Linked DNA regions of Mus musculus: all the other regions are linked to region 1. Evidence: chromatin contacts called from public HiChIP or PLAC-seq, capture Hi-C and promoter capture Hi-C data. All regions are on one chromosome and are shown on one strand. The core of a region is the stretch at or near the end of the contact, and the rest is flanking DNA. Distances in the headings are between cores, read along the strand shown.

The links. Promoter capture Hi-C pulls out the DNA fragments that hold promoters and counts their contacts. HiChIP or PLAC-seq counts read pairs in DNA pulled down with a chosen protein or histone mark. Capture Hi-C pulls out chosen DNA fragments and counts their contacts.
Region 2: a contact with region 1 is called in a capture Hi-C map of macrophages, with 4 times the contacts expected there. The contact joins the promoter of Sarnp here to the promoter of Pip4k2c in region 1. A contact is called at or near these places in 1 of 39 promoter capture datasets (pre-B cells), 1 of 484 Hi-C or Micro-C datasets (B cells), 1 of 115 datasets of contacts at active chromatin or transcription factors (astrocytes) and 1 of 9 other capture datasets (macrophages).
Region 3: a promoter capture Hi-C map of adipose tissue shows a contact between it and region 1. The contact joins the promoter of Pym1 here to the promoter of Pip4k2c in region 1. A contact is called at or near these places in 4 of 39 promoter capture datasets (liver, neutrophils and pre-B cells), 1 of 484 Hi-C or Micro-C datasets (B cells), 2 of 115 datasets of contacts at active chromatin or transcription factors (both in embryonic stem cells) and 1 of 9 other capture datasets (adipose tissue).
Region 4: an HNF4G HiChIP or PLAC-seq map of pancreatic cancer cells shows a contact between it and region 1. The contact joins the promoter of Cdk2 here to the promoter of Pip4k2c in region 1. A contact is called at or near these places in 5 of 39 promoter capture datasets (cranial neural crest, erythroid cells, liver and 1 more) and 2 of 115 datasets of contacts at active chromatin or transcription factors (astrocytes and pancreatic cancer cells).
Region 5: a contact with region 1 is called in a promoter capture Hi-C map of liver, with 4 times the contacts expected there. The contact joins the promoter of Ikzf4 here to the promoter of Pip4k2c in region 1.
Region 6: a contact with region 1 is called in a promoter capture Hi-C map of liver, with 5 times the contacts expected there. The contact joins the promoter of Erbb3 here to the promoter of Pip4k2c in region 1. A contact is called at or near these places in 2 of 39 promoter capture datasets (liver and pre-B cells) and 2 of 115 datasets of contacts at active chromatin or transcription factors (kidney and pancreatic cancer cells).
Region 7: a contact with region 1 is called in a promoter capture Hi-C map of liver, with 5 times the contacts expected there. The contact joins the promoter of Pa2g4 here to the promoter of Pip4k2c in region 1. A contact is called at or near these places in 3 of 39 promoter capture datasets (liver, neutrophils and pre-B cells) and 1 of 9 other capture datasets (macrophages).

What each region holds. Positions count from the first base shown.
Region 1 is chr10:127,210,232-127,213,179 of GRCm38.p6, forward strand. It overlaps Pip4k2c (phosphatidylinositol-5-phosphate 4-kinase, type II, gamma), which reads right to left and starts at 1,391. Exons shown (of 10, transcript NM_054097.3): 1 at 1,107-1,391. The coding sequence starts at 1,280.
Region 2 is chr10:128,820,313-128,823,260 of GRCm38.p6, forward strand. Sarnp (SAP domain containing ribonucleoprotein) reads left to right here and starts at 1,452. Exons shown (of 11, transcript NM_025364.3): 1 at 1,452-1,659. The coding sequence starts at 1,624. Ormdl2 (ORM1-like 2 (S. cerevisiae)) reads right to left here and starts at 1,317. Exons shown (of 4, transcript NM_024180.6): 1 at 1,230-1,317; 2 at 1-202. The coding sequence starts at 122.
Region 3 is chr10:128,746,942-128,749,889 of GRCm38.p6, forward strand. Pym1 (PYM homolog 1, exon junction complex associated factor) reads left to right here and starts at 1,514. Exons shown (of 3, transcript NM_001170869.2): 1 at 1,514-1,625. The coding sequence starts at 1,592.
Region 4 is chr10:128,703,657-128,706,604 of GRCm38.p6, forward strand. It overlaps Cdk2 (cyclin-dependent kinase 2), which reads right to left and starts at 1,395. Exons shown (of 8, transcript NM_183417.3): 1 at 1,056-1,395; 2 at 270-347; 3 at 51-171. The coding sequence starts at 1,171. Pmel (premelanosome protein) reads left to right here and starts at 2,602. Exons shown (of 11, transcript NM_021882.4): 1 at 2,602-2,702. The coding sequence starts at 2,630.
Region 5 is chr10:128,644,412-128,647,359 of GRCm38.p6, forward strand. It overlaps Ikzf4 (IKAROS family zinc finger 4), which reads right to left and starts at 1,582. Exons shown (of 8, transcript NM_011772.3): 1 at 1,310-1,582. The coding sequence starts at 1,396. Gm26876 (predicted gene, 26876) reads left to right here and starts at 1,473. Exons shown (of 2, transcript NR_152728.1): 1 at 1,473-1,509.
Region 6 is chr10:128,588,258-128,591,205 of GRCm38.p6, forward strand. Erbb3 (erb-b2 receptor tyrosine kinase 3) reads right to left here and starts at 1,378. Exons shown (of 28, transcript NM_010153.2): 1 at 1,163-1,378. The coding sequence starts at 1,244.
Region 7 is chr10:128,564,553-128,567,500 of GRCm38.p6, forward strand. Pa2g4 (proliferation-associated 2G4) reads right to left here and starts at 1,382. Exons shown (of 12, transcript NM_011119.3): 1 at 1,188-1,382. The coding sequence starts at 1,275.

The DNA of each region.
Region 1 (2,948 bases), core at 141-2,640:
ACATGTTCCACGGGGATGGGTAAGTCACCTGGAAGGTACTAGGGCAGCCTTATCTCCACTAGTCTTACCCACAGCAAATGCCTTAAATGGAATCCTCGCTAAAGATAATACCCCTGAGAGCAGCCAAGGCAGAAGGGAGCTAACTGACCGCCAGCGATGTTCCAATCAGAACATAACAATGTGGCCTCTTCCTCGCCCCCTCACACCTCCACAACACATCATGTCTACAACCCAAAGAAGTGGTAATCAAAATAGTCCCTGTCAAGCTCAAGATAACTGCATGCTTCCTACTCCCGACCTAAGTAAGGAGAAAACCAGCCATGCCTCACTAGCCTTGGTTCCTCCACGATATCCTCAGGACAGGAGGTGCACTGGGCCCATCGGTCTCAGTTGCACTGTTCCGAGCCCCTTCTGGCACCTAAAGTCCACCAATAACGTCCTTGCCACCACGGCTCCTCAACCTTTCCCTGGTTACAGGTGACTCCATTTATAGCAAACACCATCACTCCAGCCAACAATGGGGACACAGCTAAGCCCAAAGACATATATTAGCATTTCGACCTCAGAGAGGGCATCCCTAGGGTAGAGTGGGGTAACTTCTCTGAAACGCTGAATCTCTGGAAAGGGCATGCAGGGTTAGAAGGTCCAAAAAGCCTAGAGGCATTCCCAGAAAAAGCCAAGGTTCGAAAGTCAAGGGCTGGGGCTCAAAAGCAAGGTGGAGAGGAAATCAAACTACTTCTCTGGCCAGGCAGTAGTACCCAGACACGCTTCACGCACTGTCGCACCCAGACCTCACCAATAACCCTTCAGAGCCACTCCCCTTAATGTCCCTCTGGCTGCAGCCGGATCCTGGCCAGTCCCTGTAGCCTGGGGCTGGACCTGACAGGAAGGAGTCAAGGAACAGAGCTGGATATCAGGTGAAGATGGAACTCTAGGGGAGGAGTAAAGGGGAAGGGGACAGACAAGAGTCTCCACCAGAAGCCACCCCGGGGGACACCGGGGAATGGTGCGCTGGGAACCAGGCCGGGCGGGGGAGAGGCGGCAGCGCGAGGACCCGGATGATCCTCGGGCCAAGGGGCAGGAGCCGGGGTCCCGCCGGTTCTTACCGAGTGAGCGACGCCCCACAGGAACACGCCCACCAGCGGGTCCGCGGCCCGGAACACCTTCACTTTCTGCTGTACGAAATGCTTCTTCTTGGTTTTGGAGGCGAAGCCGAATCCCGGGCCGGGGCCTCCAGCTGCCGCGGGTGCGGTGGCGGGAGGGACGGAGGAGGACGCCATAGTCTCCCGCGCACCCGAGCGAGTGGAAGCGGGAGCTAGCCGCGACTCCGAAGCCCGACCCGGAAGCGGTGCTCACCTGCGCAGCCGTCATGTGACCGGAGGCCCGCCCTCAGGCGCGCGAGCGGGGCGGGGCGGGGCCGGCGGGGATGGCTCCACCCCCTCGGCTGCCGGGCGGTCACCTGGCTCGGGTTGCACTCACAAGGATGCGGGGTTGGCGCTGTGCAGGGCGGCGCTTCTGTCGCTTCCGGTTCTGTCCAGTTTCTAGTGGATGAGCTCTGTCCGTAGGCGAACGTTCTGTTTGAGACCGGTCTCCTTGCTTAGTCCAGGCTGGCTTCAAACTTGCTATCCCCTGCCTCATTCTCGGTATAAAGTTTGGGTATTACGGAAGTGAGGATTGGTCCTCCATGAAGTTGGGGTTGCAGACTCCATGAAGTTGGGGTTGCAGACATGACAAATTTAAATATATACATTTAATTGTTCTATGTATATAGGTGTTTGGCTGGCACGATGTAAGTTCAGTGCCCCGGAGGCCAGAGGAGGGCGTCGGATCCTCCGAACTGAAGTTGTGGGAGCTGGGTGTCAAGTATGGTCCTCTGGAAGAGCTAATGCTCTTTTTTTTTTTTTTTTAAAGATTTATTTATTTATTTACTATATGTAAGTACACTGTAGCTGTCTTCAGACACTCCAGAAGAGGGCATCAGATTTCGTTACAGATGGTTGTGAGCCACCATGCGGTTGCTGGGATTTGAACTCAGGACCTTTGGAAGAGCAGTCGGCGCTCTTAACCACTGAGCCCTCCCTCCCTCCCTTCCTCCTCCTCCTCCTCCTCCTCCTCCTCCTCCTCCTCCTCCTCCTCCTCCTCCTTCTTCTTCTTCTTCTTCTTCTCTCTCTCTCTCTCTCTCTCTCTCTCTCTCTCTTTGTTTTTTGGGTGTTTGTTTGTTTGTTTGTTTGTTTTGTTTTGAGACAGGGTTTCTCTGTATAGCCCTGGCTGTCCTGGAACTCACTTTGTAGACCAGGCTGGCCTCGAACTCAGAAATCTGCCTGCCTTTGCCTGTCAAGTGCTGGGATTAAAGGCATGTGCCACCACTGCCCGGCTAAGTCATGTCTTCATCTTCTGGAAATATGAAATTTTAGGTCATGGCCCCAAGTTGATTTTTTTTTTTAATTCGTTCATTAATTCATCTAGTCAACAGGTATTTACTGAGAACATAATTGGAAGCCACTACCATTTTGGGGCTGATTCTCCTCTGGTTGAAGCAAAGGAAAAATTCTACCCTAGAGGAATTAAAAGTCTAAAGACGCAGACTAGCCAAGGAGAAGGCTGCAGTATTAAGAGATAAGGACATGCCGGGCAGTGGTGGTGCATGCCTTTAGTCCAGCACTCTAGGAGGCAGAGGGAAGCAGATCTCTAAGTTCCAGACCAATCTGGTCTACAGAGCAAGTTCCAGGACAGCCGGGGTTACACAAAGAAACCTTGTCTGGGAAAACCAAAATAAATAAATGAAAAGGTAAATTCAGAGCAAGATGTTGAAAGGCTTCCTAGGGAAAGAGCAGTATACAAAGATGAAGACCAAAAGGAAGACAGAAGACATAAAGACATAAGGCTAGAGACGGGACATGGGCACAGGAGACCCTCTTTGCTTTACACTGCTAGAATGTTTATTCTGA
Region 2 (2,948 bases), core at 202-2,701, 1.6 Mb after region 1:
GGGATGCTGAGGAGAACCACATGCAGCAGTCCTACCAAGATGATGTAGGCCAGCCAGATGCCCCGACTGTTCATCACTCGAGTGTTGGGGTTTACTTCGCTGTGTGCCACCCCCACATTCATCCTACCACAGTGAGGGATCAGGCAGGAGTCCAACTCAGTCTCCTCATTAGCCCTGATTGAGCTTGTTCCCCAGCTGTCTCCTGAAAAGCCAAAATCCCCTGAAGTCTTGGGAATGAAAGAATTTCCCTACCATGCAAAAAAAGGAAAAACTGAACACTTTGTTAAAACTTGAGAAGAGGTGAAGCAGCTGGGTGTGGTGGCTCATGCTTGTAATCCCTGAATTTAGGAGGTTGAGGCATGAGAACTGTTTGACCTTTCTCCAAAACAAACAAAAAGGCAAGAGGGTCTTCGAAATGACTAAGGTGGAAAAGGTATTTGTCACCATGCCTAAAGACCTGAGTTGGATCCCCAGGACCCATGCAGTGGAAGGTGATAACCAACTCCGGAAAGCTGTCTTTTGACTTCCGTACCTTCAGTTGTTAGTGTGTATACTCACACAAGTGGGGTTTTTACTCAGATCTTTACATTTCAACTAAATATAAAGCAGTAAGTTTAGACTGTGAGACCTATTTGAAGGATCGGAGGAATCGGGAGTATTTTAATTTACTTTCTTGAGGAAGTTAGTGAATTATAAAGAGGTCACACATACCCAGAGTTCCACAAGAAAGCTATTCAGTTAATCAAGGGACCAATAAAGAAGGCACTGAGAGTAAAGCTACCTCTAGTTCCCATCCTTTTTTCCTGGGGCTTGTCCATCCTGTCTCTCACCCGCTTGGCATTGTCAGCAGCCAAGCAATTTCATCCCTTCACTGAACGTGGGGCGCTGCAAAAACTTACCCAATTTTTAAATTAGTCTAGGAAGGGGTCTGAGCTCAGTCCCTCAAGAAATGGGAGTCCTTCCCTTCTAGGAGCGGTTTTAGTTTTTAAACTTCTGCAAGCTCTAATGCCTACTTTTGTTTTTTGTTTTGTTTGTTTTAACCCGCTCTTGCCTGTCCCACAATTCCCCAAATCAATTACAGAGTCCGCCCATGCTCCTCCCAGAGTCCCAGTTTCGCATGTCACTTTCTTCACGGGATCTCTCGAATCTAAGGTTGTCGTTTCGCCGCCCTTCCCAATACTCCCACCGATTTCTCTCTGTAACTTTTTAAAGTTTCACGGGGCCCATACCTGCCAGCTTCAGGAGCCCGTCCGGCTTGGGGCACAGCGCTGGCTCTTACACCTGTGGTCTCCAGGAAGTGGCCGACTTTCGCCCTGTCTGCGCTCTCCCTATTGGCGGAACAGAATCCGCGCTGTCCCCAATCATTGGTTGGTTACGCAATGGAGACGTACAATTGGTCGCCTTTTCTCTCGTTAGGCCATGCAAACCCCGCCCTCCCCTGGATCCACCTTTTTAGAGAGCCGTGGAAAGTGGCCAAGAGGCGTGAGAGCGCCGCCGCCGCTGACTAATGGGAAGAGCCGTTGGTGTGAGGTGGGAGCAAGAGAAACAGCGATTGGTTGGATGAGCCTAAGCGCCTGAGGTGGGGGCCAGCGGTGGGGGTCCGGTGGACTGAGGCGCATCAAGATGGCGGCCGAGACGGTGGAGCTCCACAAGCTGAAGGTACCGTTACGCGGGGAAGGCTGAGGTGGGGTTTCCTGGAGCCTAAATTCTACGCGGGGCCCTGCGCGGCCTTATTCCACGTGTTTTCCTGTCAGGCGCCCGCTTACACTTCTTTCCTGGCTCCCGTTGTTGTTTTGTGCCTCCTTTCTTAGGCCTACCTTGAACTTCGTTTCTCCTCAGTAATTTATCGCTATCGTTACCTGGTGTTTACCTGCTGTTACCTGTTCTTCTCATTGTTTTTATTACCTGCCACCCTTCCCTGCTCGGCTGTGAAGCGCCTTCTATCTTTTATACCCCTTTCTCATTTAATCTTCATTACGTCAGTGGTCCTTCCCCCGTGTCCCATGCTGACCCAAAGTTATGGTTTGTTTGTCCGTCCCCCCCGCCCCCCAACGGATTGATGTAGTCACTCCTCTTGTCCCAAAGCTGGAATTCCTCAGTTAACATATAGTGGCATTTTTGCATGTTTTGCTGAATATGTCCCAAACATAACCCAGAAAGTGCTTCCGTTCTCTTTTAACAAGGTGGGGTTAAGACCCCGCACTCGAATTTTTAAAATCAAGGAGAGGAGAGGCCTTAAGATAGGTTTCTCGGTGGAAACCTGGGGTAGAGGCTTCTCCAAAAGGTTGTAAGATGGCAAACACATCAATCCTAAAAGTTTTTCGAGTTTTCTCAGGAGGTTCTCAATGACCTGCCCTCCCTCCCCTGACTATCCTACCTCTAGAGAGAGAACGTGTAGGGTAGATAGCTGTAATATGAGAGGTGTATGAAGTATGTTTGAAAACCTTAGGATTTTGTTTGTCCTTTTAACCTTTGGGAAGGATCCCAGCTCTCTTGATGTCACCCCCAACTCCCTTTTTGGGTCTATTTTTGTTATTTCCGTGTGTCTGTGTGAGTATATGATGGATGCATGCTCTTGGAGGTTAGAAGAGGGTGTTGGATCCCCTGGAGCTGGAGTTACAGGCAGTTTTGAGCAGCCTGATGTGGGTGCTGAGAGTAGAATAATTTGGGTCCTGAAGAGCAGTAAATGCTCTTCACAACTGAGACATCTTTTCAGGATGCCTTGGTGTCACTTCTTGATAACATTCTTGAACCACAGGATCTATTGAGTTGTACATTTTGGTAACCCGAGGTTCTTTTCTTGTATGTAGACTTGCCCTTCAATTATTATTCTGTAAGGACAGTAATTCCTTTTATGAAGAATTAAGAAACTGTGTTGAGGCTGGAGAGATGGCTCAGCGGTTGAGAGCCCTGACTGCTCTTCCAGATGTCCTGAGTTCAATTCCCAG
Region 3 (2,948 bases), core at 264-2,763, 1.5 Mb after region 1:
ACTTGGGAGGCAGAGACAGGCAGATTTCTGAGTTCGAGGCCAGTCTGGTCTACAAAGTGAGTTCCAGGACAGCCAGGGCTATACAGAGAAACCCTGTTTCGAAAAAAAAAAAAAAAAGAAAAGAAAAGAAAGAAGTATACACGTGTAAAAACATGTAGTGCATGCAAATAGCATTAAAGTCATTTTGAGACTTGAATTGAAAGGAGAGAGGTTAAAGCTGGGAGAATTGCAAGGAGGACAATGTGTGAGCTTTTGAAAACTTAGTTGAGGTTCTTATTAGCCTGTTTTGTTTCTTTTTTTTTTTTTTTTTTTTCCTTTTGGTTTTTTTTTTTTTTTTTTTTTTTGGTTTTTCGAGACAGGGTTTCTCTGTGTAGTCCTGGCTGTCCTGGAACTCACTCTGTAGACCAGACTGGCCTCGAACTCAGAAATCCTCCTCCCTCTGCCTCCACTGGGATTAAAGGCGTGCGCCACCACTGCTCGGTTGTTTTGTTTTAAAGTAGAACATATTGTCTACTACTGAAGTACTAATATTTCCCCACTTCTCAATTTGAGAGGCACTGTTGGACGTTAGTGTAAGCCAAAGTTGGGCAATAGAAGAGGGTGAAAGAGTTAAGGAAAAAGCTTTGTAGGAGGAGGGCAGACACCTGAGGAGAGGAGCTTGAGCCAGCACCTTCCTGACAGAAGAGGAAACAAGTTTAACAGGATTTAGCCCCAGAGGAACTAAATTGCTGATGGAGGAGGGGAGGGACCGGACCGGGCTTTGGCGCTCCTTCCAAGAACAAGGCACAACCTAACAAAGGGAGTGGCCTCACTGTCCCGGTAGATTTAAGGGTGGAACTGCTCGCGGTAGCCAAAGCTAATCCGAAGTGTGGGGCGCGGCTAATTAGAATACTGACTGGGTCCGCCCCAAAAGCCTTCACCCCGTGCCCTCTGACCCGAGAGGATCCAGTACTGAGCAGCAGGCCAAGAAGTTACCTCGCCGGCCGCTGAATCCCCAGGGCTGCCCGCCCCAGTTCAGTCATGGAAACCGCCAGCACCCCCGAGGCCACGGGGACAGGTGACCGACTCGCAGTGCGCCGATCTTTGCGCACCCCTTCGTAGGTCTCTGATCAGTTAACCTGGGCGGCCGAGAGTGGTCGGCGTGCCGAGTAGACCTGCCCACTTTTAAGTGTTAGCCCGGGTTTTCGTGTATCCCTGGGGCTTCTTTGCCCATGCCAACACGCGCCCTAGGGTTTGGTGCAGGCGAGGGGCCTTGCATATTCCTTTCCTCTTTTACCAGCTTTCCTGCTGGGTCCCGGTGGGCCTTGAGCCTGCGAGGACTGTCTGGGATAAGGCTTATGCCCAAACTTCTCTCCGAGCCCTAGGGATTGTTTTATATACATCAGGAGGTCAACAGTGGCGTCGGTGGTAGTCTAAGAGCCCATGACTGTGAGCGTCTTACACTCGCCTTTTCCGCCTCCCGCGTCAGAGAAATGGTGCAGTCTCTCTTTAAGATTAAAATGGTGGCTTGCTAGGATGAGGACTCCACTTCCGGCGGGGAGGGGGGCGGGACCCCAGCCCGCTCACGCCGGAAGTGGTTCGGGTTCTCAAGATGGCGACTCCCTATGTAACTGACGAGACCGGCGGTGAGTGCGGGGATCGCGGAGCCGCCTCTCCCGGGATTCTTGGGTTAGGGGTTCGGACTTGGAAAAGGGTTTGTGCCACGCCCATCCCGGGGCTCCTCCTTTGCCACGCCCCCGTACCGCCTTCCCCATTCATTCCTTTTGGGTTGTTACCTGCGCCCCCTTCTGGTCTCGTGTTTTTTGGGGGGGGTCTCTGCTTCCGGTCTCCCAAACCCTGGGGTCCTCCAATGTCCCCTGCTCCGGGACCCTTAGGCGCTTCAGCTCTTTCTAGCTGTTGGAGTCCCGTACCTTTGCAAGGTTCTCCAGCATTATGGGCTCCTGTGCTCAGTTCCCTCCAATTCCAACCCCCTTTCTCCCTCCCCCATTTCTTACTGTTGTACCTGCTCTCTACCCTTCCCTGTTTTCATTCTTTCTCTCCGGGCTGTGTCTGCTGATGATCTCATTGCTACATAGTGCTTTCTTCTTCACTCTTTGCCCCATCTTCATTGGGTGGGGGTGGGGGTGGGTGTCACTGAAATCCAGACGTGTGAAGGGAAGAGGAATTTAACTTTCAACTTGACTTTTCTCCTTGGTGGAGTTTTCCATTTAAAGTGGGAGAAAACAAACAGGAAAGTATCTACTGGCCTTTCTCTCAACGTCTTTGATAATTGATAGAACCCCATGATTTCTTAAAGGTTGAGTAGCACTTCAGTCGAGCTGTCTGAAATGTTGGAAGTCAGCTGTTTGTGTGTGAAGCTGAGAATCGGTTTTATGTTTTTGTCTTGTTTGTAGTTGCCTTGTCTTTAGGATAATGTGCAATATTGACTTCGAGATGATCAAATAGATATTTGGAAGACGTAGTGCAAGTACCCGGTGACTGTTTTTGTAGCCTTCATCTTGGTCTTCATATGTGACTAGGGTTTTGTAGAAGTGATCCTGTGATTGTGCGGTAATGCACGGTGTGTTTTAAAATGTGCCATTTATGCTTCTTGGTTTGCTTTAAATGTTCCTTATTAAAATTAAAAGCATGAGCCACTGTGCCCAACCTTTAAAAAGCAACTTTCATCTTTAACACTCCAATCCCCAGATGTGATCTCACTATGTGGCCCTGGCTGGCCTAGAGCTCACTGTGTAGACCAGGCTGGCCTTGAACTCATAGAGATCCACTTACCTCTGCTTCCCAAGTTGTGGGATTAAAGGCGTCTAATACCATGACAGGCAGTTTGCAGCTTTTAATGTGTACCTTCTTATTCTTTTTATATTCCATCTGGCCCCTGCCCTGCTATAGAGATAGTTTCTGTTCTTTGTGGCTCTGTAGAAGAGGAAAATAAGCTGTTCTTTTGCCTC
Region 4 (2,948 bases), core at 145-2,644, 1.5 Mb after region 1:
CTGCCTCTAGTTTTCCCTAAAATTTGTGGGCTGTCACTGAACAGGGTTACCTTGATGAGGGGAAGAGGAATGCCCGTGAGAGCAGAGGCATCCATGAATTTCTTGAGGTCCTGGTGCAGAAATTCAAAAACCAGATAAAGCTTATTTTCTGTGTGGATGACATCCAGCAGCCTGCAAGAGAAGGTCCAGGAAATGGAGTTGAAGGAGAGAAATTCTGAGGCTAAGCAAGCAGAATTCGTCATAGTGATCATCTCTCAGAGCAGACTTACTTGACGATATTAGGGTGATTAAGTTCCTTAAGGAGAGAGATCTCTCGGATGGCAGTACTGGGTACACCTTCAGTCTCACTTGGAGAGGTTGGGAAAACAGAGACAAGAATACGGTTACAAACATCATTCTCTCAGGGATACACAACCCCCAGCCCCCTTAGGAAGGCAGACAGGAGAGGTGCTGTGAGGAGTTAATTTCTGGGTAGTTAGGGTGTGGCTTTTAGACATATTTAAGGCCATTATTTCCTCTTTTTCCAGTGAAAGGTAAGAAGAGCCTCCAGGTGAATGAAAAGCAGAAGAAAGGTAATAGGGGAGTGGGGTGAGAGTAGCTCCCGGCCTCCCCTGAGGGCCAGTGAATCTCAACTGCCATTCTTTTGAAAGAGAGTGAGGGTTCTAAGTATGGTGCTGGAGCAGTGAGGAGAGCTCTCCATTCAGAAAGGAACTTTTCTCTGGTTACCACATAACCCAACTCCACGAACAGCCCTGGACCCCTCCTATCCCGGGCTCCCACCCCACAACTTTCTCTTCCCAAGTCTCTCGGCTAGCAGATTTGGGAGCACACCGGCTGGAGCACTGCAAGAAACTTTCCCCTGGATTCCAGCCCCGGACAGTCTCCTCCGGTAGAGCCTCCACGGTCGGCCAACCCACCGCTCGCTTCACGCGTCCCTCCCTCCCTCCCCGCTACCTTCCGGTCCGGGGACGCTACCCGCCTGTTGGGGTAGGGGGTTGGGAGGGGGACAGCCAAGAGGTCCGGGCAAAGGAGTTCCGGCTCCGGAGGCCACTCACGTGTCGAGCCGGATCTTCTTAAGCGCCACAACTTCTCCCGTCAACTTGTTTTTGGCTTTGTACACCACTCCGTACGTGCCCTCTCCAATCTTCTCCACCTTTTGGAAGTTCTCCATGGAGCGCTAGTGAGGCGGCTCAGGCCCCCGGGAGCGGGGCCCGGGAACCCTGACGAAAGCGGGCCCGACACTCGGAGCGGAGGACCTGGGGGACCCCGGGTGAGCACGGCAGTCCCAGCTCGGGATGGAACGCAAGGAGAGCTCAGCCCTTGACAATTTGTCCAACTTGAAACAATGTTGCCGCCTCCCCCACTGCTCCAGACGGCCATCCGAGACCCCGCCCCTCCTTCCCGCGTTTCCCTGGCCCCGCCCCCCGCCCTTCCGATTGGTTCACGTCACGAGGGCGGACCGGACCATCGCGCTCCCGCCTCAGAGGCCCCGCCCTGGGCGGGCGAGCCGCGGGGCAGCTGCACAACTTTCCCGCAGTTCCTGGTTTAGGCTCCGCAGGCCGGAACTGGTGGTGTTTCTGGTCTACGGATTTCCTTACCTTTCCCTCACAATTTTCACCACCCCTTGGGTGAGATTAAAATTCCACCTGGACAAGAGAGTCTCTTTTAAAAAGCAAAACCTGGGAATCTTTAAAAGAAAAAGAATAATGTATTTTATTTTAAATGGTGTGTGGGTCTGTGTGTCTGCATTTAAGTTTTCACAGAAGCAGCAGGTGCCCTGGAGCTGAGGTTCTAGGCGGTCGTGAGCCTAACTTGGGTGCTGGAGCTGAACTCTGGTCTTCTGCAAGAGCGGCTTGCGCTCTTAACAGCGGTGCTGTTTCTCCAGCACTCTCGCCTGCTTTTTGGAAACATCTCATAATGCAGCCCTTGTTGGCTGGAATGCGTTCAAAAGTCCAGGTTGTCTTCGAACTCACAGAGATCCGTTTGTCTCGGTCTCCATGTGGGGCACAAAATCCGGTCTCTCTCTCTCTCTCTCTCCCACACACACTCCCTCCTTCTCGCCTCCCTCCGCTTTCTTTTTATTTTTCTGAGACAAGGTTTCTCTGTGTAATCTTGGCTGTCCTGGAACTCTAGTCCAGGCTGGAAAATCGGGACTCTTATTGTAAAGGATTCTTTGGCTAGATAATAGAGTCGTTTCTCAGCCTAGCTTAATACTGTCTCACTGTTTCGGGGTTCATTGGCTGCCTGTGTTGTTTTATTGCTGGCAATCTACCCTCCCAGCCCCTTCTGGATGCTTTTGGATAAAGGTGCTGTTTCTGTCTTAAGGATCTCTTGGTTTGACACAATTCTCTTCACTCTGTCTTGCTGAATTGTGACTGTTAAGTATGTGAATTGAGGCTGCCCATCAGTGAACTCTTTCCAGAATAAGTGTGTCAGTGAATGTGACCCAGCGAAACCAGAAACTGTCATTGAGCTGTGTGGGATGAAATCAGTTCTGGCCCTTTCCTTCTTCCCAGGTTTCCCCTCCTCTGGAGGGAGAGGAGGAAGGCCTATGCAAATGACCATCCCTTTCTATATAGGGGCTCGCTCCCACCCCCTGGTACCTTTGGCTGCTGGCAAGAGGACCACTATGGGTGTCCAGAGAAGGAGCTTCCTTCCCGTGCTTGTGCTGAGTGCTCTGCTGGCTGTGGGGGCCCTAGAAGGTGAGTGTGGGTGGGTGGTCAGGAGCAAGTGCTATTAGCAATTGAACACCAGCTCTGGGTTTCCCCCTTCTAATCAGACAAGTCAAAATACTTTAGGCTTGTCCTATTTGATTTTAGTGAAGATATGGTTTTGTTTGGTTTTTTTATTTGTTCAAGACAAGGTCCAGTGTAGCCCAGGCTAGCCTCAGATTCACTGTGTACCCACGGATGAACTCAAACTCCTCATCTACCTCCTAAGTACATACT
Region 5 (2,948 bases), core at 332-2,831, 1.4 Mb after region 1:
CACCCAGTATTAGTAAGAAGGGACCTGCTGATTCTAAAATGAGTGAATTTCTTGGAAATCCATATCTGGCCCAGTCTCCTGGAGCTGAGGCTGTCTCTACGACTAGGAGCTAGCTTTCTGGGAGACAATATTCTTAAAGGGAAGCTCAGGGACACTGAGGGAAAAGCATTCTTTGTGGCTCTCCCAATGAAGGGCTGGAAACAGGAGAGAAAGGCAGGTGCCTCAAGGCGCACCAGTAACTCCAGAGGCTCTTTGATGCTGCTGTCATCCCTAGGATAAAGGCAAGAGGGAAAACACACTCAAGTCTACTTTCATGGCACTAAAATCTAAGAAGGAATCTCTGTCAAAGGCCAGAGGGTCTTTGTGAGGCTCCAGAGACTTAGACTTCTAGCCTGAGGCTGACGGGGACAAAGTCAGATTTGGGAAACTCATTCGTTTCCCCTCTCAGCCTCGGAAACCCCAGTGAGGGAATTTCAAATGCCTGGGACTTCCAAGAAATCTCAGACTGTCAAAGCCAAGAATTAAGGCTGCTCTCAGGTATCAGAGACATTTTCTTGGTCAAAGCCATCGTAGATTGGCTGAACCTTCTGGGAGCAAAGCTAAATCGTGAGGTCCACAGCAAAGCAACTAGGAGGTGGAGAAAGGGCAGAAAGGCGGGGAAGGGATGGGGAGCAGTCCCACTAAGCTGAGCGGTCTCACACACCGAAAGAGACCGGCCCTCTCCTGGATCCCTTGAGTGGTTGCCTCTGGGGAATAGCCTGGAGCTCTGCAAGCCGCTGCACTTCTCTGAAAGGGATATCTTTCTCCAGCTTTCTCTTCTTGACCATGGGCTCCAGGTGGCAGGATGCTAGCCTGCTATCAGGGACCAGTCAGTGCACGAGCAAAGAAAGACTGCCACCCCCGGCTCTTCTCTATTGTGGGCAGGAGGCTGAGGCCCCTCACATGTCGGTTCCAGGCTGAAGCATCTGCCGTCAAAGCTCTTCTTCCCATCTCAGGTCTTTCTACTCTCCATTCCCACCCAGGCCTGTTTCGGTATTCCACCCCTGGCTGCTCTACCTCTGTCCCCAAGGCCTAATCAAGATGTCACCACAAGCTCCCACTGTCCAAGTCACGGTCTTCGCTTAGCAACACCAAGCACCCTTTCCCATCCTCCCCAAGTGTAAGGAGGAACGCCCCCTCCCCCCCCCCGCTATACACACAGCCCCCGTCCTCTCCCTCTCCTCAGGCTTGGGAGTTGTTACTGAATTGGTTCCCTAGCCCCATCACCCCCCTACCCCCCCTCCGCTAGCCGCCTTCTGCCTGAACTTACATTATCCTTCCCTTGCCGGTGAGACCCTGGGGTGCGAACGCGGCCGCCGCCTTGGAAACGGCGAGGGAGTGCGGGTGGTGTGTGCATGTCTGCGTCTCGGTGGCAGGCAGGGGTGAGCCCAGCCACTCACCTTCCAGGAAGCGTGGATTCCTGGAAGTGAGGGGAACCGCCGTCATTTCGCAGGCAGTGGCAGCCGCACGGTGAGCAGGGGCCCACGGCTGCAGCCGGCAGAACCGCTCAGCCCAGGGTGTATGTGCTGAGAGCCTCGTGTGTATGTGTGTGTGTGTGTGTGTGTGTGTGTGTGTGTGTGTGTGTGAGAGAGAGAGAGAGAGAGAGAGAGAGGGAGAGAGAGGGAGAGAGAGGGAGAGAGAGGGAGAGAGAGGGAGAGAGAGACAGGAGAGAGAGAGAGAGAGAGAGAGAGAGAGAGAGAGAGAGAGAGAGAGAGAGGGAGGGAGGGAGGCGTGGATGCGCTTGGGGAGGGGGCAGGAGAAAACGTACCAGTGTGTGTGTGTGTGTGTGTGTGTGTGTGTGTGCGCGCGCGCGCGCTAGGCTACAGCATCCCTTTTCCAAGACAGTGGAGAGGTGGGAATGGGGGTGCACAGGGAGTGGGGGTGCAGAGGGAGGGTAGGCAGATGTGTTTGCCCTCCTGCCCAACAGACAAAGAGGAGCTACAAAACAAATGCTTGAGAGGGGGGCAAGTGTATGTGTGTGTGGTGTGTGTGTGTGTGTGTGTGTGTGTGTGAGAGAGAGAGAGAGAGAGAGAGAGAGAGAGAGAGAGAGAGAGGAGAGCCGCAGGCTTGTGGGGAGGAGGAAGGGGGTGTCCCAGGGAAGGCCCAATCCTCTGCCAGCTAGGGAAGCCAAGGCCCCACAGGTCATGGGGCCCGGGACACAGGGGCAGCCTCCAGGATCTAGAAGTGGCAGAAGGCTCCTCCCCTAGCAAACTCAGGCTCCTTTCCATCTGCCTCTCCTTCTGACAATCCCCCTTCCCATCACTGACTAGTGGAGATCTGGGACCCTGAGCTTTTTCTAATCCCTGGTTGGGTCTCCCTGTCTTCCCTCTCTCCCGTGCCTCTGGGGCTCTGGCTTCAGGAGTCCTGGATGAATCCTGTCCTCTATCAGGAGAAGGCTCTTGCTCGCTTTCCTTCCAGAGGAACTGTTCACTGCTGAGCTGACCTACTTTGGAAGACTGCATTTTCTGATTCCAAGAATTTGGGATGGGAGGGGCCATGAAACTTTGGGCTGCCAATCCTTGCACCTCTCTCTCCTCAGGTTCTCTTAAATGTTTCAGGGCACCAGGATAAGCTCTGCTCCATTTGATTTGAGCAACTCAGTTTCTGTTTTCAGTGTCTGTGGTGGGTAGGGTGGAAATCTGTGCTGTAAATTAGTGGACTCTCGTTTCCCCCATTTCTTCCCATGGGAATTATCTGTACTTTTAGAAAGGAAGTTGGGGGGCGTGTGCTTTCAGAATCAGGTTCTATGAGATGGTAACATCCCTTAGTAGAACGAGAGGCCTCCTCTCTTTATCAGGTGGCCAGTGGGGGAGGCGGTGACCTGAGAAAGGGCCAGTAAAAAACCAGACACTGGGGACAACTCTCTGCTTTCGGATCAGCCCAGGAGAGGGATGGAGGTCAAAAATGGG
Region 6 (2,948 bases), core at 128-2,627, 1.4 Mb after region 1:
GGTTGGTGGGGGCACAGTCAGATGGGACAGTGATCCAGTCACTCCCCTGGCCCCTCCCACTTCAGTCTCCAGACCACCCCCTCCACCAGCTGGGAGTGTTCACATCTCAAGATCCCAGGGGCTAAATTTAGGCCCAGCAACTGTGGGGGAAGCACAGGTGGTTTCTCCCACTCCCACTCTGGGGAAGGGGCAATGAATGTGCCAACCCCAAACTGAGATCTGGGGATCTGGGAAAGGGGAAAGATCAACAGGACTCTAATGATACCAATTCTAGTGCTCTTCAAGTGTCCATAGTCCCAGAGACACGGAACAGGCTCAGATGGCATTGAATGGGGGAAGGGCAGAAGTTGGGTCTAGGAGCCAGTTCACAGAGTAGAATGTTCAGAAGGTGGGAGAGGTGGCCTTAGATTGGAGAGAGAAAGAGGTCTGATTGTCCTTTCTTCCAGAGCTCCAGCTTAGGGTATATAACCTGGAAATAGTATAGTATGTAATAGATGCCCAACATGTTCACTGAATTAACCTGGGTCTTGATAAAGAGAAGTTGGTTAAGTTGGGGACCGGTTTATCTTATGGGAAAGCAGGCAGTCAGCCTCTGTGAGACCTCTCACTGATGTCACCTGGACTTGGCCCTCAGGTTAATCTCAGCCTTCTCAGGACAGCCCCACTCACGGAAGAGGAGGTGCCATTCTTGTTTTTCCAACATTAGAAAACAACAACTTCAAACCCTTGCATAGCCCCGCCCTGTCGGCAAAACAACGAAACTGGGGGTTGTTGAAACCTGGAATGGGGTGGGGGCCAGGGAACCTGAGAGCAAACGGAGACCCTTTCAAGCCAAGGCTCCTTACGTTTACAGAAGGGTCCCTGCCCACCCTCCTCCCAAGACTCTCAAGTGTGAACTACTGTTCGGCACCAACCAGATCAGAATAAAACCAATTAGAGGGTCGGCGACGCCCTGGGAATAAGGGTAGGCATACAGGAATGCAGTCCCTGACCAGCCCACTCCAAGAACTGAGGCACACGGTCCCCTCCTTGGTGGTCCGAGCAGACCCTGTACCGCACCCCCCAGTTCAAAGCGTCAGAACCCAAACTCCTTGCCCAGGGTCTGCGAGCGCTCAGATTGCGCCCCCAGCTTCCAGCCTGCTGGGGCTCCCGCGCGGCTTACCTGCCTGAGAGTTGCCCATCTCGGAACCCCGGGCCAGGCTGAGAAGGAAACCCAGCACCTGCAGAGTCCCAATCGCACTCATGATTACAGTGGAGGGTGAAGGGAGCCCAGCCGAGTCTGGCCCGGGGCCCCCAAGATTAGGAGGACATCCAGGCGACAGCCACCTGAACAGCCAGCGATTAGGTGGCCGCGGCGGCAGCGGAGGTTGCAAACTGCAACCGGAGCCGTAGTCGGAGTCCGGAGCGGGACGGCAGGGGAGGGTGTCTGTCTGGGAGGGAGGGAGGAAGGGAGGGAGGGAGGGAGTGAAGGGGGAAAGGGGTGAGTCACGGCCGCGCCCCCTCCCGTGCGAGGCTGGAGTCCTGATGGTTGTAGCCCGAGACACCCGCCCAAGCGTGCCCCGCCAGCCCACAGCTTGGCCAAGAGGGTCAAGGAGGGGTCTCACTCCAGCAATTTCCCCCGGAGATGGTTAAGAGGAGATCAAGATTCCAAACGTCCCCAGGCGGGGGAAAGGTAGTGAATGCGCGTAGGGAGAGCGCTCCGAAGCCCAGCCCCCAGAAAGCTGGCCTCGCCCATTAACCAAATCACTCAACTCCCCTAGCCGGTTGGATCACTTGAGGGATTTTTTTTTTCTTTCGGAGTGTGAGTATTTCTATTTTTTCGAGTGGGAGGTTGTTTTTCAGCCTAGCGTTCATGCCACCTCAGTTTCCCCGGGACGCAAAGCCCCGTAACTCATGTACCCAGCTCGGGAACCCGAGCCCCGGAGGCTGCGTGAAATCGCACTGTCTCCGGCCGCTTCCTCCTGCAGACCCGGCGCCGGCTCGGCCTCTCGGGGGGATTTGCCTGGGGGGCGGGGGCGGTTTCCAGCCTGGGAACAGACCCCGGAGTCCGCCTTCCCACTTCTGCCCGGGGAGGGGCTCCCGCACCTGTCGCCGTCCCCTCTGCTGCCCCCCACGGCCTCCCGAGAGAACAGCTGTCTCTGAGGGACCGACCGCGCCGTCCGGACGGCCGCGGTTCCCGCCTCTCCTCCGCGGACCCCAAAGGGCACAGCAACGCTCACCCCGGAGGCGACAGCGAAGAGGGGCGCGGGGAAGTCACCGCACATGACCCCCGGGACCCTGGGTTGCTTCGTCCCGGACGGGTCCGACTGGCGCCCCCTGGTGCCCAACTCCTTACATTTCGCATCCCTTACATTGGCATTCCAAGATTTTGCCCTGAGAATTTATGGTCCCCTCCCCCTAGGCTAAGGCTATCAGCTACACTCCTTTCTTCTCTTTTGTTTATTTTTTGGTTTTGAGACAAGGTCTCATATAGTTCATATAGCTCAGGCTGGCCTCGAATATATTATATGGCTGAGACTGTTGGCTTCCACCTCCCAAGTACAGATGTGCGCCACCATATCCGGCTCTCCTGCTACAATTTTTAAAAAAATTTGTTATCATTCCTGTGTGTATGATCGTTCGCGCTATGATATGCGTATGGAAGCTGGAAGACAACTTTGGGGGAGTCGATTATCGCTTTCCACTTTTACCGGGGTTGTGAGATGGAACTCAAGTCAACAGGCTTTCTCTGCAAACCCATTTAGGTATCTGTAGAGGCCAGAAGAAGTCGTTGAATTCCTCGTAACTGGAGTTACAAATTATTGTGGGCTGCCATGTGGGTCTAACCCTGGTTCTTTGGAAGAACAAGTGCTCTTAAACACTGAGTCATCTTTTCAGGTTCCCCCATACCTCACCCTCTTGCAATGATTCTTTAAACTTGCTAATGAGCCGAGCATGGTGGCACACGC
Region 7 (2,948 bases), core at 132-2,631, 1.4 Mb after region 1:
TTCTTCCAAGTATTTTGTCAAGTCCATTCTAAAGGCCTAAGGCAGTTTTTTTTTTTTCCTCAAGACAGGGTTTCTCTGAAACTCAGAAATCCGCCTGCCTCTGCTCCCCAAGTGCTGGGATTAAAGGCGTGAGCCACCACTGCCAAGTCTAAGACAGTTTTTATCAAGTGAATTTTAATTTTTAAAATGTTAAAGAGCCGGGCATGGTTACACACACCTTTAATCCCAGCACTCTGGAACGCTGAGGTGGGCGGATCTCTCAGGCCAGCCTGGTCTAAGGGAGTACCAGGACAGCCAAAGCTACACAGAAAGCCCCAAAAATAAGGGGGTAAGGGAGGGAAAGAACTGGAAAGAGAAAACAGTAAAGTTATCTGTCCAAGTGGCAGACAACTGTTAGGAGAGTAAAGATCATTTAAGAAATGCTTATAATCCTAAAATCCGTGTCTCTCTCCACTTCTTTTCAGTATTATAGACAGGCTTGCCCAGCTGTCTAAGCAGAACCTCAAAACACTGTAGAGGCTCTAGGAACAAATATTAAAGGCCGCCTTCAAAAACCGGAGCAGTGGTCATACAGGAAAGCCAGGTTGTTTTAGAAGCTCCAGAAGTGTCTTCCAACGGCCCCTCGAGCTAGGTCAAGGGGCGAAGGGGGTCCCCACTAAGAAGACCTGAAGTAAAGACTTTAGCAAAGCACGTGGTGGGGAAGCACGGTAGGAGAGGAAGTGGGGAGCCATCGATCCGCACACAGGGACCTGGCAACACGTGCCGGCTCAGCTCCCGCGGGTCAAGAGCCGCGACTGGCAGAGGGGCGCTTCCGTCGCCAACAGCTGGCCGCTTCCTTTTCGAGGTGGCCTCACTGCTGCCAGTCGGGAGCATAGATCCGGACAGACCGAAGGGTATGGGCAGAAGACGACGCGCCTTGCCTCCTTACCAACCGCCCAGGGTCGGAGCATGCCTGGGCCCCTCTCTGTACTCCTCGCGGTCGCCGGCCCGCACCTCCACTCTCCAGCCCAGGCATGGCTGCTCAGTCCCCAGGGCGACACCAGATCTCCCCACCACGTCGCCCCCGGCAGTCGGCACGCGCCCCTCGGTGGCTCACTCGGCAAGACCCAGACGCCACAGCCCTCCGGAGAGAGCCCCAAACCTCTCCCTCTCAGCCTCGACTCCAAGACCCCCGAGGCCGCACTCACGGTTGGCGATGTCGCCCCCCATCTTATACTTGGTCACGACCAGGTCCTCGGCGATAGTTTGCTCCTGCTGCTCGTCTTCGCCCGACATCTTCCTACTGCTACTACTGCAGCTTCACTTTCCCTGAGCTGCGGCCTCCGTCTCCCTTCCCAGCCACAGGCTGTAGCTAGAGTCTCTTCGATCCGCGAGGAAAGCGCGAGCAAGCAAGGGAGCGGGAGGGCGGGCAGAGAGAGCGAGAAGCTGCGAGCGCGCGGGCTGAGGCGCAGGGCACACTGGGACAATGAGTCCTGCTGTCGGCCAGTTCCCAGCCGCCCTCGCGGGCTCTAGAACTACAATTCCCAGCCTGCTCCTCGCGCCCGTCCGCCAGGCCCTGGGAGGACTTGCCTTCCCAAGTCTGCGCACGCCGGAATCGCCGGGCACGCTGGGAAGAGTCTGGCCCCGGCGGGAAGGCGGAGCCGTTGGGGAGCTTGAGGGAAAGCGTGGTCTCTCCGGGAAAAACCTCTCATTCACGCCGACCCTGAGCTCGTAACAGCGAGGGGCGGGCCAAGCGGGGAGGGGTGGAGCTACAGGGAGAAAAGGGTTGAGAGGCCGCTGGGCAGGGTGGAACAGGGTGGAGCCTGGAGCCATAGGACTAGGGTCAGTGGGTGTGTGTGTACGTTTTGGGCGGTTGTCCCGTGCGCGTAGCCTTGGATTCCCCTGTCGGCCGGCGCGACCGGCCTGGCTGGTCAAATCCTCCAGTGCTGGGATAACCTCTGGGAGGGGCTGAGCGGAGGTGGAAGTCCTAGGGTGCTGGAAGCGAGCACTAACTGGACAGTCTGGGTGATTATACATGTACCATGGCCTGCTAATAGAAAAAGGCCAGACTTCCTACTAGACTAGAATAAAATAGCACTATTGTTCCAGCCGTGGTTTTTGATGGGGGCCATCTAAGGGAAACGTTTATGAGGGATTTGGTCACTCTTAAGAGTTCTGAATCGCCGGGATGAGGTGGCGCACGCAAAGGCAGGCAGATTTCTGAGTTGGAGGCCAGCCTGGTCTACAGAGTGAGTTCCAGGACAGCCAGGGCTATATGGAGAAACCCTGTCTCGAACAAAAAAAAAAAAGTTCTGCATCATTTCAAGTTTTCAGTACCCAACCTGTGTAGGAAAAAATAAAAACAACCCAAGGCTTGCTTGAGCTTTTTCATTTTCTCCCAACAATCAGGGGGTTAGGGTTTTGTTCCTAATTGTTTACACTTTTGTTCCTTTGTAGGGATCCCCAGTAAAAAACCCTTTAGTAGAAAGGACTAGAAATGCAAAGCCGGGCACTGGTGGTGCACGCCTTTAATCCCAGCATTTGAGAGGCAGAAGTAGTCGGATTTCTGAGTTCGAGGCCAGCCCGGTCTACAGAGTGAGTTCCAGGACAGCCAGGGCTACACAGAGAAACCCTGTCTCGAAAAAACAAACAAAAGAAAAAGACTAGAATGCAAACAGGGTCTGGAGAAATAACCTGGTTGGTATAACCTGGTATCCTTGCAGAGGGAAGGGAGTTCCCAGAACATTACAGTCACCTGTAACTCTTAGCACTGTGTAGTTGGCCTCTGTGGGCATTGCACTCACGTGCACATAACACCATTCCCAAACTCCCACTCTCTCACATACCCATAATTAAAATCTTAGAACAAATCAAGATTGGTTACATTACTTGTGACAGAATGTCAGAAGCAGAGAAAGCCACCCATTGTTAAGAAGCAAAGAAAAGGGATGGTCATGTGTACTTTCCAC